2 separate regions of the Oryctolagus cuniculus genome follow, and region 2 is linked to region 1. Evidence: chromatin contacts called from public Hi-C data. All regions are on one chromosome and are shown on one strand. The core of a region is the stretch at or near the end of the contact, and the rest is flanking DNA. Distances in the headings are between cores, read along the strand shown. Region 1 has its middle 45 kb from the start of STARD13. Region 2 overlaps STARD13 (StAR related lipid transfer domain containing 13).

What was found. A called contact is a pair of places that touch in the nucleus more often than the background predicts.
Region 2: a Hi-C map of skin fibroblasts shows a contact between it and region 1, with 2.4 times the contacts expected there. The contact joins two enhancer-like sites. A contact is called at or near these places in 3 of 6 Hi-C or Micro-C datasets (embryonic fibroblasts, skin fibroblasts and an unstated tissue).

What each region holds. Positions count from the first base shown.
Region 1 is chr9:80,505,863-80,508,915 of mOryCun1.1, forward strand. No RefSeq gene overlaps it. Among named protein-coding and RNA genes, the nearest start is that of STARD13, 45 kb to the right of the region's middle. Within about 2 kb of position 1,574, at least 1 of the 8 cell types and tissues checked has an H3K27ac peak or open chromatin away from gene starts, as enhancers often do.
Region 2 is chr9:80,995,679-80,998,731 of mOryCun1.1, forward strand. All of the region lies in intron 3 of STARD13 (StAR related lipid transfer domain containing 13), which reads left to right. Among named protein-coding and RNA genes, the nearest start is that of KL, 250 kb to the right of the region's middle. Within about 2 kb of position 1,438, at least 3 of the 8 cell types and tissues checked have an H3K27ac peak or open chromatin away from gene starts, as enhancers often do.

The DNA.
Region 1 (3,053 bases), core at 324-2,823:
TGACAAGTGGTAAATTTGGTTAGATTGTATTTTGATTTTTTGGCTTATAAAATATGGTTCTTCAGCCCCAATGATAGTCATCTATTAAATTCTCAGCTCACCCCATAGTGAAGATGAAAAAGTATATATATGAGGGTGCTTCAAACAGCTCATAGAAAATTGAATTAATAGATAAGTTTATTTTGGTACAAATTTGAAATCCATAAATAATATGCATTTCCATGAATGTTTTGAAGACTGCCCTCATATGAATCTACAGCTCTGCTTGGAGAAAACAAATATTTTAACCAGGCTCACATAGAACTGCCAGAGGTTTTATTTAAAAAAAAACTTTAATAGGCAAATACATGGTTCAAAAGCTACCTTTCTGAATACAAAAGAATTTTCAGAAAAAAAATGCTCAATCATAATAGCATCAACATTTTGTAATGAGAATTTGATGCTAACCTTTCTCCTGTGATATTTAGTAAAGCCTTGTGCTTACCCAAGTTTTATCAATGTTTATTTCTGTGCTTCCATTTTCCAGCCACATTTGATATTGTAAAAATTATATAGTTTGATAGGAGATAATTGTTGACTGATAGTGAACCGATGGTTTTTTTTAAGAAGTGGTAGTGGCTGCTGACACAACCAGCCCTCCCTCTCCACAACTTCTTCATTTATAGGTTCGAACAATGCAGACTGAAAATATTCAGAAAAAGAAAGATTGCTCCTGGGCTATGTAGAGATCTCTCTTTTTCTAGACACTATTTCCTAAACACAACATAACACTATTTACAAAGCATTTACCTTGTGTTATTACATATAATCTGGAAATGATTTAAAATATACAGGAGTTATAGTTTCTATGCAAATGAGGGACTTGAGCATCCTTAGATTTTGGTACCCACAGAAAGTCCCAGCACCAATTGCCCATGGACACCACAGGATGACTGTAGTTTTTCCAGGGGAAGGAATTTGAGGCCTAGTCCTACACCCTAAACCACCTTTCTGCCAAGCTTTTGTCCTGCTGAAGAAGAAAATTCTCCTAGAAGCAAAACACAAGGTGGTGCTGTTGTATTTATGGTAAACTAGGTGGCAGCCTGGCCATTTCAGCTATCTGTAGGTTTCATCTGAAAGTGTTAAATATGTGCCAAAGGCAGGAAGGAACAGGCTTTGCATATATGAATGTTCTCAGTGTAGCCATCCTTTCAGATAAGGAGCGCTAAGCAGAACCAAGGAGGAGGAAAGTCAATTTCTTCCTTACCTGGAAGGCTTGAGGGGAAACCTTCTTAACAAAGGAAAGTGAAAGTCTCTAGAAAGGGGTTTCTTTTGTTGTTAAATCCTAGGAACTTGGGAAGTTCAGGATAGAAGAGATACAAAGGAATCACCTGGCCTATTTCCCTATCTGCAGACTGGTTTTAATTTATAAATTGTAAGTCAGCCAAGCCTTTCTCTTGGTTATCAGGTTTTCCAAGAAAGGCAATAACAACTACTCCAAGACAAATCAACAGTCTTCTTACTCTGAATGCGAGAGGAATAGAAAAGCTTTGGTCAGCTCCCGGGGCCCAGTGAGAAGTTTGAAGGGAGTAGAGCCCAGGGCGCTGAATTCTCCTCCTTCGTCTGCTTGGCTGGGACCAGATAGGACCCAGACTGCACATCTGCCCAGCAAGACTTGGGATTAATATCAGTGGTGTCCTCCTGGGATCGGATCACAAAACCACCTGGGAAGCTTTTAGAAAATACAGATTCCAGGGCCTCCTTCATAAATTTATTGAGTTAGAAAATTCTGGACAGGGCCTGGAAATGGTGTTAATAAAAATTCAAATGAGTATTTTCTCCGGAAAACTTTTTCCCTAACTGATGATATGAAAATGAGGTATGAATTTGTAGGCAATCAGCCCAGCAACAGATCTAAGAACTGGTGCGTAGGTACTACCAGATTAGCAAGCTCTCAAATTCCATCTGCATCCTTAGCACAAAGAAAGTGAAAAAATGAAAGTGAATTCTCGGGGCCAGCGCTGTGGCATAGCAGGTAAAGCCGCCGCCTGCAGTGCCGGCGTCCCATGGGGTGCCGATTCGAGACCTGGCTGCTCCACTTCCGATCCAGCTCTCTGCTATGGCCTGGGAAAGCAGTGGAAGATGGCTCAAGTCCTTGGGCCCCTGCACCCACTTGGGAGACCCGGAAGAAGCTCCTGGCTTCGGATTGGCGCAGCTCTGGCCGATGTGGCTCTCTGGGGGAAGTGAACCAGTGGATGGAAGACCTTTCTCTCTCTCTCTTTCTCTCTCTGTATAATTCTGACTTTCAAGTAAATAAATACATCTTTTAAAAAAATGAAAGTGAATTATCCTGGGTTAATATTTATTTATTTTTATTTGAAAGACACAATTACAGATAGAGGGAGGGAAAGAGAGAGAGAGAGAGAGGGAGAGCACTTTCATCCTCTGGCTCACTCCCCAAAAGGCCACAATGGTTGGGGCTGGGCCAAGCCAAAGCCAGGAGCCAGGAGCTTCTGAGTCTTCCACATGGGTGCAGGGGCCCAAGTACTTGGGCCATCTTCTGCCACTTTCCCAGGCACATTAGCAGGGAGCTGAACTGGAAGTGAAGCAGCCAGGACTCAAACTAGCAGCACTCCAATAACGGATGTCAATGTTGCAACTGGCAGCCTAACCCACTGTGCTATACCAGTCCCTATTGAATTATATTTCCAACACTTTGAGAAATCTGAAAGGATCTATAATCAAACATTGTCTACACTTTCCGAGCCCCTGAAATTAAGAAGTCCAGAACCATCATTGTAGTAAATATAAATATATATACATATTAGTAACAGTAATAATAGTAATTATATCCAGTCTGATGCCTATATACTGTTTTACTTTTCTTTAACTCTATGAATTGATTGGCAGTTGTGAAAATAGTGTTTTGGCCATTTCAGTTTTTATTCTTATAAAACTGGAAAAGTTAAACTACTTAAATACTTTGTATATAAGTAAGTCAGTCACACATTGACAAATTAAATTGTACAGAAATTCTTGACAAAAAAGCCTGTACATGATAATTTCTGGCTCTT
Region 2 (3,053 bases), core at 188-2,687, 490 kb after region 1:
AAGCTCAGTCTCTTTCAAAATTATTGCCCCAACCTCTCCAGTCGAAACTAAGTATTATTTTCTCTTTTCCTACAGCATTCTGATTATGTCCCTATCTTAGTCCTTGCTGGGTATTAGAATTTATTCCCTGCGTCTCAGCTTCCTTCAGCAGATTCTTAGTGTCTTACATTGTGCTGTGAGATACATCGTCTACAGTGTCTTTTGGCATGCTTTGTACTTCAGGGGCACTTAAGAATACTTTCCATGAACTGGAGACATTAATCACTTGAGTACAAATGAGAAAGGCCAACTTTAGGCGTCATAATGGACTAAATAAACAGTGTTTTCAAAGGGATAATGTGATTCTCTGATGAATCAATGTAAAGATAACAGGAAATCAGCAGAGATTTCAACAAAAGAGAATTCCATGCATCAAAAAGCAGCCCCGACCGGAAGGAAGGATGATGAAAAAAGCGGGTATAGATTGCAAAAGGAAATTTTGAAATCTCTACTCTGAAAATCACTAAACATCATCCGAGCATCCATGGATCTTGCTTTAAGACGAAGATTTCCTGAAATAAGGGGCTGGGATAAAGTAATGTTGGAGACAGTGTTCAGGCCAGCCGCCTCCAGGAAACACAGCCAGCCAGGATGAGTGTTTGCCGTATTTCCAACAGAGGGGCCACACCCACTTTGCCTTTTAACCAAGGTAAGATGCGCACGTCCTGACTTCTTCCTGTCCAAGCTGAGATTGTTTGGGTTTGGAAGTCAGGAGCCGGGCAGGGAAGCTAACTGGTAGCAGAGGGGATGATGTTCTATTCTATTGTACTCGGAGCTGCTGACTTTTCCCATACAGGACTGATGTGAGGACACACAGACTCAGTGAATTACCATTTGCCTGTTTTTCATTGAAGAACGACAGCTCCAGTCGCCTCCTTCAACCCCACGTGGACTGACCATCTGCTCACGATAATTGCAAATTCACTTCCAGGGCTCATAAAGTCCCCCTGTGTTCTTGCACGTCTTTGAAATGCCTCAGGCGACTGCTCTTCTCTCCGATGGTGCAGCCGGGGCAGCCACAACAGCTGTGGGACTCACTGGGGTTTGTCTCTGCTCTGTTTCTGGCAGCAGGCACCAACCGCCCAACCGCTCTCCAAAAAGCCTGCAAATTGTAAACCCATTAAGGCTTAACTCCTAGGGGACAACAAAGAGAACTGCCTTTGAATGTGGGCTCTGTGTGGGTCACAGAGGCTTCTGGCACTGGGCTTGTCCTCAGGGCCAGGGTGAGCTGGAGGGAAAGTTACAAGCTTTGGAGGGGAATATTTTCACAGGTTTTCCAAACAAAGGGCTCTTTCTTCCAATCCCTTCCAACTCTTTTCTGATTGCTAATTAACCAAACCCAGTGGAAAACAGGCCATTTCTGCAAATAGACTGGCAGTAGTGTTTGTGTGTGTGTGTGTGTGTACATACACACACACGTGTGCATGCACGGTGCCACTGATGAGAGTTTTAATGGTATCAATGTTTTTGTTTGGTTGAGGAGGCAATGAAATGAAACCCTGTCCTACATTTTGCAAGATGGCAGGGGGACTGTCACTGGGGGTCTTGTCTCTTCACTTTCCGGGTGCTCACACGCGCCATCTTACAGCTGTCTTTGCATATCAAACATGGGACGTGTTTTGCTTGAACCCCCCTCTTTGCCTGTGAGAACTGCTCCAATTTTGACCCCAAAGTCTGTTTTTGGCCGCCTCCTCTCAGGGTTCTGGCCATATCTCATCTGGCTTCCCTTGTTTACAGCCATCAAGTCGCTATTTAGGAAGCCTTCTCAGCCCATCTGTCTTAAATTACTGTGTTGTTTACTTTCCCACCCAGGAACTTCTCTTCTGTTAGTTGTGTGCCTTTTGTATTTGTTATGCATTGGGAGAACTGGAAGCCGCTTTTCTCAGAAGCACATGCAGGCTGCTGGCAATTTTATTCCGGCAGCTTCACCACTTAGTGCATTCTTCCACCCTGGCAAAGCCTGCCAGGGCCTAGTAGCCTTTTGGACTTGCTGCTGGAGCTTTCAAAACCCTGCTTCTTTTAACATTGCTTATGTTATAGGTTAGTTGTGTACATTTTACAATACGGTATCTTGTACTTTTGAAAGAGTATTGCATTTTATTTATTTTATCCAGAGGGTAGCACTAATGTGGGGTTCCCTATCAATTCGACCTCAGCCTTACTGATGTTTAATCAATATTTCTTATTTGTTTTAGTTCTACCTTTCTGGTTATGAGACTATGATGGGGGGAAAAAAAGCTCTTCACAGGCCTCTAGTGGTCATGTTCTGGAACTGCAAAAATCTTCTATTCAAGGGTACAAAGCTGTGGTGTGACCCATATAGAAATTAGGTAATCACAAAAATATGTTCTTTACTGGGTAGTTAATTTAAATATAAATAGTGTGTTTGGGGGCAAGGAAAATAAGAACAATGATGAAATCAAACTCTTGGTTGACCTTACAAAGAGCAATATCACGTTGTCAGCTCTCTGCTGTCAACTGAACAGAGTTGTTTTAAAAAGTCCTTATTTTATAATATCAGCTCTATTTTAATTTCAGGTAATAATGTTACTTCACCTTTCATTCATTTTTAATCAATAATATTTATCAAGAATTCAGAGTGGCTTCTATTTTAATAGATTCGTCATTAAAAAGAAGAAACTGTCAGTTTAACTGTTTCCTCTCAAAGAAGCTACAGACAATCTGCCTCTGTGAAGAACTAGGTGGGGGTGGAATGTCCAGAGGCAGCCCCAAGCTTCTCCGGTTGGGAATCCACCAGAGTTCTCTCCCAGCCTCCAGTGATTTTCCGTGAGCACTGCATGTACCCTTCATGCTTCCGTGCCTTGCTTTTATGTTCCCTTTGCCTGAAATAACTCCTCCCTTCCACCACTTCCTCACCTGGTGCAGTGCTTCATATTGGAACAAATCCAAACCAATGGCTGCTTTTTATTTGCAACTGCCCTCCTCTACCCCCTTCTCTGTTAGAACTGTTCTGCAGTCTTCAGTTTTACTGTCACATGTTCATTGGATTATTA